2 separate regions of the Sus scrofa genome follow, and region 1 is linked to region 2. Evidence: chromatin contacts called from public HiChIP or PLAC-seq data. All regions are on one chromosome and are shown on one strand. Each heading gives the region's core, a stretch centred on a gene start, on an enhancer-like site or on the middle of the called end of the contact. The rest is flanking DNA. Distances are from core to core; before and after follow the strand shown. Region 1 holds the start of NUS1 (dehydrodolichyl diphosphate synthase complex subunit NUS1). Region 2 holds the start of ASF1A (histone chaperone ASF1A).

Region 1 (5,228 bases), core at 1,125-3,624, 970 kb after region 2:
ATTAGCTTGACTTCTTCCTTTTCATTACCAATCATTTTTCTTTTTGTGCTATGACATAGGATATTTCTGAATCACATCAGCAATTCAGGAACAAGAGTTAGAGGAACAAGAAAGTGTGGCAATATTATAATCTGTGTTAGGAGGCACAGTCACCAAGTGAAACTATATTTATCTATTCATTTTCCTTCCCTACCAAAAGGTTAAAAAAATCACCACCGGGACATAACTGATTCACTTAAAAGTCAATTCACCACACTACTCAATGGCTTTAATTAATTCCCATTTCTGCTTCGCTTATTTCCCCCCCCAGACAGTATTTCTTAAGCAAAGATTGTGTCACCTCTTAACAGTCTTGTGATTTCTACTGGTCTGTCAAGTTCTTTGTCAAGTTTCATAAAAGGTCAGCCCCTGAGTGTATTTACTTTACCTTACAAGGTAAATTATCACTTGATGATGACAGGCTACTTAGTCATCATATTCCTTGCTGGCTGCAAGGAAGGTGAAAAGTCAACCAAAGATTACTCTAATACCCTCTAAGAATTACTATCTGACCTCAATCTAACCTAACAAAACCTCACACTTACACCTGCCTATCTGACAAAGATTTAAAGATTAAAAACCAAATTGCAAAGCACACCAGTAACTTATTGAACAAAAACTAAAACATTAGTTTTCCTTCTTTCATACCAATACTCCTAAATCACTCTTCCCTCTTAGGAATTTCCAGTGCTTTCAGGATTTAACTGAAACCCAAGCTAACATTCAGAGCCTTCCCCAGCCTTATCTCCTACTCATTCTTTCAATGTCTGGCTTAAATCTCCTCTCCTCTCCATTAACTTCTCAAGTTCCTCCATTCAGAATTTCTCTTCCCCCTTCTCACAGCAGTTACTCACTCCTAACATTTATTACTGAGCATGCCACTCATGTGAGTGTGTGTCTACTCCCCACAAGTCTAGAGTCCTTGGAATTAAATGTAAGAATCTCAAGCAGATGCCAAGCACTGTGGTTTAGATTTGTAGCTTCCCCATAAATGTTGAATTTTTGTAGCTGCAGAAATTCCCTATGGTGAAAATTTTCTCAACTAAAACTTATGGGAGGACAATTACTGTGTCAAGTACTGCCTTGGCCACTAGAGATCGAGGATCCCACATCATCCCAGACCTCTGATGACAGAAAGTGACCACTTTCCTTTCTTCTTATCCAGTCTCCCACGTACTTTTCATAAGCCCACTTCAAATGCCACCTGTCCCCAACCACTGAGCTTAGACATAAATCCTCCTCAGCTTGCTGTGATTTACCAACAGTGCCTTGAGCTTCTCTGAAGAACCACATCGGTGTAACAAAAAGCTAAAACTGAGGAAAAGCACAGACTGGCTAAAATTTCAATCCTATTACTACCTTTCTAACTTTGGTCAAATCAGTGAGTTCTGTTGATTTCGGCTCCCTCAGTTGTGAAACAAGGGTATACAAACATTACCCACCTTCTTGAGACGTTATAACGAATAAGAAATATTTTTAAATACACAGAAAGCGACTGAAAGCGAATCAGGGACTTAATAGGTGTGCAATTAAGCCTATTTCCCTTCCTCGAAAGCGCTAGCACCCTAATTTGCCCTTAAGAGTTTCGGAACAGGTAAACTCGCGGAGCCGGGAGAACTGCGGTGAACGGCGCGCCCCAAGTACACCTGCGGGAGGTGCGGTCCCTGTGGCCACAGACGCCCCGGCATCGCCACTCCAGGCCTCACCTTGGTGGTCGTAGACGCTAATGTAAGAGATGCCCACGGCCATACACCACACCACGAGGCTTGCGATGTCCGAGAAGCTGGGCTCCTGCTCCTCCTCGGTGATCACCAGGCCCATGTGCACAGGCAGCTTCTCCAGAGAACGGCAGTCCGCGCGCCAGCGTAGTCGTGGGTGGGCGGCGGCCGAGGCCGACCCCCCTCGTGGATGCCGGTGGTGACGGCGGTTCCGGCCGACAGCCGGGGGCTTGCGGAGCGTGAAGCCGAGCGGCGCTAGGACCGCGGCGGAGGCGGCGCGACAGCAACGCCGCCAGATCCAGTTCCAGGTGCCGAACCGAACGCGGAGCCAGGAGGTGAGCGTGCGGTGCAGGCAGAGCAGAGCGTGCAGCACCCGCCACACCAACTCGTACAGCCCCGTCATACTCTCGTGGCGCCCGGGCGTCCTCCCTTCTCCCTCCCACACCCGCGGCGCGACCGCTTTTTATCCGGCCCTGCGGCCGGCGCGGGCCATTGCTCCGCGTTCCCCGCCCCCCGCAGCCGAACCCCTTTCTACTGCCAACACCTCATCTCGCCCCCGCCGCCATCTTCCTCCTACCTCGGCAGCCCCGCCCCAGCTAGTACATGGACAGTTCTGATTGGTCGGCGTGGAACTCTGACGCGGCCTCTAGGTCGGAGGATGTGGCCTAGCCTGACGACTGGAGGGAGGGCGTGCGCCTGCGAACTAGATGGGCGGAGGACGGACAGCGCCCCCTACAAGTGTGGAGGGTGAGGAGCAGGATCCCACCCTCCCCCTCCCGAGCGGGTCTTCTTAGTTGGACTGGGTGTTGGGTCCTGGGAGTCTTATTATACTGTCTGTTCTCGCAGACTCGCCAGAAACGGGAAACGGCTCCCATGGAGTGAAAATGGCTCAGATGGATTGGAAATTTTAAATGCCGGAAAGAACCTGAGGGTAAAAAAGTAGCCCTCAGTAAGTGTTGGTGCTGGAGGTCAACCACGGTTTCCAAAAGGAAATGTATGCTGAGGCAAAAAAGTGTGTCCTGTAGAGAGGTCTTTGGTCAAACCTTTTAGCTGAGGCTAATTCTTCCAAGAATGGCAATGAGGATATTGTTCCTGAATTAAAGGTAATCTTCCTGAAACACTGCTTTCTGCCCACGCCATTCCTCGCCAAATGGTATCCTTACAGGCTATTCATTGCTTAGTACTTAAAAGAGAGCTCCATCGCCTGCCACTCCAGTCACTCCAGTCATTTCATTCATTCATTCATTCATTCATTCATTCAGCGATTGTAACTACCAGCTCGATTGACCTCAGCCACCATCTCTGTTTGATGTAAAGTGTGGTATCATCGTTTTTACACAGCCAATCTGGAGTTCCTGTCCTGGCACAGTGGAAATGAATCAGAGTAGGAACAATGAGGTTTCGGGTTCTGTCCTTGGCCTCGCTCAGTAGGTTAAGGATCTGGCGTTGCTGTGGCTGTGGCATAGACCGGCAGTTGTAGCTCGGATTGGACCCCTAGCCTGGGAGCTTCCGCATGCCACAGGTGCGGCCCTAAAAAGCAAAAAGAAAGAAAGAAAGAAAGAAATTAGGCTACATACTCCACAGACACCCCTGCCCCCGCGTGCGCGCCCATCCCCAGCTGACAACTTGCCACATTTCTCTGATGTTCTCTCTCTTTTTTTTTTTTTGTCTTTTTGCCTTTTGGGGGCCACTCCCGAGGCATATGGAGGTTCCCAGGCTAGGGGTCCAATCGGAGCTGTAGCTGCCAGCCTACGCCAGAGCCACAGCAACGCGGGATCCAAGCCGCGTCTGAAACCTACACCACAGCTCACGGCAATGCTGGATCCTTACCACTGAGCAAGACCTCAACCTCATGGTTCCTAGTCGGATTCGTTAACCCCTGAGACACGACGGGAACTCCGGGAAGAGAAGGAAGCCCACTTCTCTTCTTTGGCATCTAGTAGGCTAGGAATGACAATGCCCAGGGGTTGCTCCCATTTCTGCCTGGAATTCTGCACTGAGAAGGAGGCAGATTCATTCATTGCCTTTTATTGTCAACCACAATTCTGGGACAATAAAAGGAAAACTGCACTATGGTGTCCTGATATATGTATATACATTCAATCCAAAGAAGTTTATGAACTTCTTTCTTTTCTGAATGATTTCTTATTTTGTTATTCCCCCCTCCTCCAAAAAAAGGAATAAAATGTGGCACTTTTAGGAGCTTTAAGGTTTCGGAATACAAATTTTGGATTTCTTAAACATATCTAAACTCCTCGAATTCCATGAACAGAAAAATGCAGAAAGAATTCCACAGCCTCAGAAAGATATTAAGTCCCAAACATGATGGGAATAGTGTTTGATTTCTTTTCAGTTTACAAAAATATTTTAAAGTTAACTTAATCTTTACAACCAAGCATATGACCTGTGTAGGTCAGATGGAACTATCTCAGTTTTACAGAAAAGAAAACTGTTAGGTTAATGTGTAAGTGTCTGGACTCTAAGGAAGAGCCTTTCAGCTAACTCATCCTTACTCCTTTCCCTGTATCCTTCTCTATAGTGTGGAAATGGTACCTTTTGAGGTGATGCTATTCCAGTCCTCATTTGATTGTTGTAAGGACTAGGGCAATAGTGTACACAAAGTGTTTAGCGTAATGTCTGGTCAGTAGAGAGCTCAGTAATTTAATCTACTGCAGAAAAATGAGACAATTTCGGGTTTTTTCCTACAAAGTACATTATCATTTACTACATTTCTCATTATCAACAATCGTAATCTTGTGGTTAAACTAATACAAATAGCCCTTAAAATGGATCATTTTCTCATTAAAAGGTAAAAGCCTCACTAAGTAAAAATACAGAGGCCTGGTCTAAGTTTAGCTGCTGGATCTTGAAGCATAAAGAATGACAATATTAAGGAAAAAAATGTTGGAGTTCCTACTGTGGATCAGCAGGTTGAGGACCAGACATTGTCTCTGTGAGGATACGGGATCAATCCCCGGCCTTGCTTAGTGGGTTAAGGATTGGGTGTTGCAGCAAGCTGTGGCATAGATCGCAGATGTGGCTCAGATCCAGCGTTGCTGTGGCCATGGCATAGACCGTAGCTGCAGCTCTGATTTGACCCCTAGCCTGGAAACTTCCATATGCCACAGGTGCAGCCTTAAAAAAAGAAAATTAGGGAGTTCCCGTCGTGGCGCAGGGGTTAACAAATCTGACTAGGAGACATGAGGCTGTGGGTTCGATCCCTGACCTTGCTGAGTGAGTTAAGGATCCAGCGTTGCTGTGAGCTGTGGTGTAGGTCACAGACATGGCTGGGATCCCACATTGCTGTGGCCACTGGCGTAGGCCAGTGGCTACAACTCCAATTGGACCCCTAGCCTGGGAACCTCCATATGCCGCAGGAAGCAGCCCTAGAAAAAAGACAAAAAAAAAAAAAAAATTAGATCAAGGGTCAACAAACCATGGCCATGTTCCAAATCTGTCCCCTTTCCTGTT
Region 2 (5,287 bases), core at 2,106-4,605:
ACGGCAACACTGGATCGTTAACCCACTGAGCAAGGACAGGGATCGAACCAGCAACCTCATGGTTCCTAGTTGGATTCGTTAACCACTGCGCCATAACGGGAACTCCGGGGGCAGCTTTTAAAGAAAGGTGAAAATATTTGGAGGCTACTGACAAGTATGAAAAATGGTAGCCAACCTCTGGCTTGGGACTTGAGACAAAATTATAAAGTGGAGATATCTCTTCAGAATATTCTGGTGTTTCCATTGTGGCTCAGCAGGTAACAAACCTGACTAATATCCATGAGGACATGGGATCCATCCATGGACCCACTCAGAGGGTTACGGATCTGGCGGTGGCTGTGGCTGTGGTGAAGGCCAACAGCTGCAACTCCAATTCAACCCCTAGCCTGGGAATTCCATATGCCACAAAAAAAAAAAAAAGAATATTCTGTAGTTTAATTTCAAGAACAAAATTTTTAAAGAATTGCAGTATACAAGATGGGACCTCTAAGAAACCTTTGCTAATAAGTGAACTCAATTTCCTTAATCCACACAGCCTCTAGGTGGAGTACCTAAGCATGGCACCTTTCTGAAAGATTCCTTTGCAGCTTTGGTATGACTCAGCTTAAACTCTTAAAAATTACTAAATAAATGCTTACATAGGTGCCCAGGGAGGTGAGGTATACAAGTCGAAGTAGATGTATTCCTGACATCAATACTGTAAAGATTCTGATGTGATTAGCTGGGTTCTAAACAGATCCCAGTTACAAGTGGAACACAATTCAGCTTCTACCAATGGCAGGTTTCAGCCACCCAATGGCAAAGCCCTCTAACAACATCCTGAATCATCTATCTTCCCCGTTCAGAACTGGCTCTAAAATGGAAGGCATCACTTGACAAATACTTGTAATTTCGAGAACTTCCAATGCCTAAATACTCCAGTATAAGGTGGAGTTGATTCATCAAAAGTTTCCCTCTTGCATTTGCCCACTTTTATATGCAACTGAAAATAAAAAGGAAAAATCAGACTAATGGGCATGAAAATGGGCCTAGTGGTTGAAATGCCTATGAATGTAGGCCTGTATACTATGGGAAAGTAACCAAGTAGCTTCAGAGTACCCTATTAATCTGTTTTAATTTTATTATCAATGGCCTATTTAGGAATTAGTTCAACAAATGAATCGTCTTTCAAAACGTGCCCTACTTATATATGTGCACATAGGCTTTATGTATGTAGTAAAACTACATGGAAAAGCACAGACTAAAGTATTATAATTACTTATAGATGAGTGAAATGGGGGAGGCACTGAGTATAGAGAATGGTTACGTTATTATGTCTGCACAACTTTTAAAAAGTTTATTACAGTAAGCATGTTGTTTCTGTAATTTAAAACGTTAACACCCTACATAAAATACATGATATAGAGATTAAAAACCAATTTTTAAAGTGAAAGTGCTTTACATGCCATGGTTAGCATATTTTTAAAAATGCACTTTGTTAAACACACCTGTAAGTTAAAAGTACGTCTATTTAATTTTAAAATTACCGTTGGTGAAGTTAAAACTTTTTCCTCCTCAAATTTTCAAAATGAAGCACTGGACAATTTTAGTAAAATCGCGAGAGTAAGACCTTAGCAAACTTTAGCTTTCTAAATATTACTGCACATACTAAAAATATTTATCTTTTTTAAGACCTTAAAAATGGACTTAGAAAAAATGGCACAAATTTCTGCATTACCATCAGGACTTAACCTTTTATTTCCTAGCCCACTTTTTTGTGTTTTATGTTCAGGTTATTTGGATGTGGAGTTATTTTAATTAGAGTTCAACACGTTCTTGAAGAAAGTCTTCTTTCAGACTACTTAGAAACCAGTGATAAGGTCCTGGAAACTATTTAAATATTTTACTTATTTCTGCATTTGGGTTAAATGTAACCACCTAGCTAGCAATATTTTCTTCCTGAGAGAAGATTTCGGTCCTTAAGGATGAGGAGTCCACGCCGGTCGGGGCGAGCCTGCGCGCCAGCATCCCCCAGGCGCCTCGAGCATCCCCGGCGCCGGCCCTGGAGCGCCGGCCCGGGAGCACCCGCGGCCCCCGGGGAGCGCCGTCGCCGGCCCGCGGCGCCGAGGGGCCGAGCCTGCGCCCGCCTCCCCCGCTGGTTGGTCGAGGGAGCCAGAAATCAGCGCGAGGACAGCCTCGCTCTCCTCCCCGAAGCGGCCGGGCATGGCCACCCAGGAGTGTACGGTAACTCCGGCATTAGCTCTAAAAATGGATCTGCCTCTCGCTCCGGGGCAGGAAGGTGGGCAGGCGGGGCGCCGTGTTCGTCACCCGCGGAGAGGAGGCGTCGTGACGCCGGGGTCGGTGGCCCAATTCTCTACTCTTGGTAAGATGGCTCCGCTGCTAACTCGCCGGCGCGACCACACACATGCCTCTCCCTTTCCACCTCGTCGCCGGGACCGCGGGGGCCGTGGAAGCCATTCGCGGCTCGGGGCCAGCCCGGCGCGACCCCTGGCCGGTGCCGCGGGAGAGAGTGCGGGTCTCGTGAACCGCCCGCCCGCCAGACAAAGCTGACAACATGGCTACCTCCGCTCGAACAAGTTCCTCGCAAGTTGAGCCGCAGCAGGCGCCCCGGCTGCGGCCGAACGCCGCGCACGCCTCGGCGGCCGTCGTCCATCAACTTCAAGTTTCCCTCCGCAGAGCCGAGACCGCAGCTCGCCCGGCGCCGAGCACCGACTGCCCGCGCGAGGCCGGGCCCGGGAAACTTTCAACGTCTGCAGCCCGCAACTGACAGCCCGGCGGCTGGCGGGCGCCCGACTCACCTTCAGACAGGTCCTCGATGCACTCGAAGGTGATCTCGAACTGGAATGGGTTGTAGAAAGGAGAAGGGTTATCCAGCACCACTACATTGTTCACCTGAACCTTTGCCATATTTTGAAAAAAACACAAACAATGGGAACGGGGGCTTGTTGCGGCACAATAAAGTCCAGCGCGCGGCCGCTCGGGAGAGCGCAGACCCCCGCCCCGGCGCCGGCCCGACGTCGTGCAGCGGCGACTTGAGAAACTTTTTTTTCCTCTTTTTATTTACACGGGAACACTCCACTGTGTTTTGCAGCTTTCCTATTTCACTAAACTACAGCCCATTCTGCTCTGATAACTAGCAGCGTTGCCCGCGATTGGCTGCACCCGAGCTCTGACCCTCCTCCTCCAGCGAGGGCCTCTGCGGCGAGCAAGATGGGCTCCCGCTCCCGGAATGGACTCGGAAACTTTAACTGCGGCTCCACCTGCTGGTGTGGATTAGGACAAAGGCGGAGAACAAAGTGAGTGGAATACGGGCTGGGAGGCCCGCGCGGAGGCCGCCGGCGGCGGCGGCGGGGGGAGGGGCGGAACAGGCCCCGCCCCCCGGCCCGGCGGCTCCCGCGCCGCACGTCGGGCGTGGCCGCGGCGGGGCGGGGTCGAAGGAGGCGTGGTCACGGGCGAGGCGGCGGGGGCGTGGCCACGGCGAGGAGGCGTGCTCGCCGTGGGCCTGGCGGCGGGAGGGTGTGATCTCAGGCAACGCCCGCCTCTTGGGATTGCTTGCTGTGGGTTTTTTTCTTTTAACGCTTTTTTTTAAACATCAGTCCAACGGCTTTTCCGGCTCTCTACTGAATTAAGCACATGTGAATCTGTTGTCCACAGTAGCTTAGGTTCAGCCTCTGTATGTTGGGTAATATTGGGTGTAGAAAAAGGGTTGGTTGCAGTGGAAGTATATTGTATTTTATAGACTGATGCCAACTCAAAAGGAATAAAGCCATTTTGGAAATGTAGTTCTTGGCCAATACCTGCGTTTGGGCACAATAGCGCCGTTAGTTAAGTAGATACAAAATGAAGGGCGAGAAGACGCTCTTCCGCACACACTTTGTGCAATAGGTAATACTTGGGTGGCACCTCGGTCTTCTTTCTCCCATTCCAATCTGGAAACTCTAGAATAAGAAAAAGATTACTGGAGGTGGGATCAGTTACACTCCAGGTTTCTACTGTGTGGTGGGCATAACAGGAAAATAAAAGGAGAAAATTGCAGTGTGAGGAGACCAAAAGGTAACAGATATCAATAGAGAAGGGAAAAGGAGAGTAGGAATCACAAAGGAATACTGACATGCAATTTTCAAAAAATCCATGACCTAAAAGGTTAGTAAATACAAATTATGGCACCACAAACAAGGGAAACTGTTGCTTGATTATTCCACATTCAGTGTCTATTTGCTGTTTGACTATCTTTGTAGGGAAAAGATAAGCTCGTAACACATTTATAAGATTGTTGAACTGTTTCTATTTGCCAAGTAAGAGTGGTATAAAGGTTTTCTTTTTTCTTTTTCTGCTCTAATAGAACCGATATTTATAAGCCACTTTTTTTTCTTAAGAATTTTGAATGAAGTCTCTAGACTTGGCTAATTAAATCTAGAGGAAAGAAAATATTCCTTAAGTATCATCTATGCTGAAAGTTTCAGTATAATGCCCAGAATTTTAAGTTTTGTTCATACTTGAGTAGGTTGCTTTTTTTTTTTGTCTTTTTACCTTTTCTAGGGCCGCTCCTGTGGCATATGGAGGTTCCCGGGCTAGGGGTCGAATCAGAGCTGTAGCCACCCGCCTATGCCAAAGCCACAGCAACGCAGAATCCGAGCCATGTCTGCGACCCACTCCACAGCTCATGGCAATGCTGGATTCTTAACCCACTGAGCAAGGCCAGGGATCGAACCCACAACCTCATGATTCCTTGTCGGATTCGTTTACCACTGAGCCACAACAGGAACTCCATAGGTTGCTTTTAATGAGACTTCTTCATCTGATGCTCTTTTGAAAGTAATAATGAACAGAAAATACCAGTCCTCCCACATTTACTACTTACACACACATTTACTATTTACTATTTAAATACTTAAGAGCAAGGGTCCCATTTTTATTGTCAGTGCATTAGCAGTCAAATAGGACCTACAAGCAAAATTTTCCTCAAGCCTAGTTGTTTGTGTGCATTAGAGTATAAGGGTCATACTGTGGTGACAGATGCATATTATGCTGACTGATAAATTAATAAACTATATTCTCTGCTCAGTGTTATTAGTGCTGGTCTTAATACTACCTCAAATAAAGTGTAAATTGCTGTATGCTGTAAGACTCACTGGATATATAAGATAAATAACCATTTGAAGTATAAAACGTGATTCTCTTGAGAATAGTATATGCAGTTTCCTGAATGTTGCAGGCACATTTAGGAGGTTCTAATCCACTTACTCAACACAAATGGCGTTATAAGCTTGGTAAAATCAAGTGCATT

Evidence for each region. HiChIP or PLAC-seq counts read pairs in DNA pulled down with a chosen protein or histone mark.
Region 1: a contact with region 2 is called in an H3K27ac HiChIP or PLAC-seq map of alveolar macrophages. The contact joins the promoter of NUS1 here to the promoter of ASF1A in region 2. A contact is called at or near these places in 1 of 5 promoter capture datasets (liver) and 1 of 2 datasets of contacts at active chromatin or transcription factors (alveolar macrophages).

The regions. Positions count from the first base shown.
Region 1 is chr1:44,183,850-44,189,077 of Sscrofa11.1, forward strand. NUS1 (dehydrodolichyl diphosphate synthase complex subunit NUS1) reads right to left here and starts at 2,375. Exons shown (of 5, transcript XM_001928072.7): 1 at 1,746-2,375. The coding sequence starts at 2,160.
Region 2 is chr1:43,211,664-43,216,950 of Sscrofa11.1, forward strand. ASF1A (histone chaperone ASF1A) reads right to left here and starts at 3,356. Exons shown (of 4, transcript XM_003121238.4): 1 at 2,799-3,356. The coding sequence starts at 2,907. The region is part of intron 7 of MCM9 (DNA helicase MCM9); the gene reads left to right.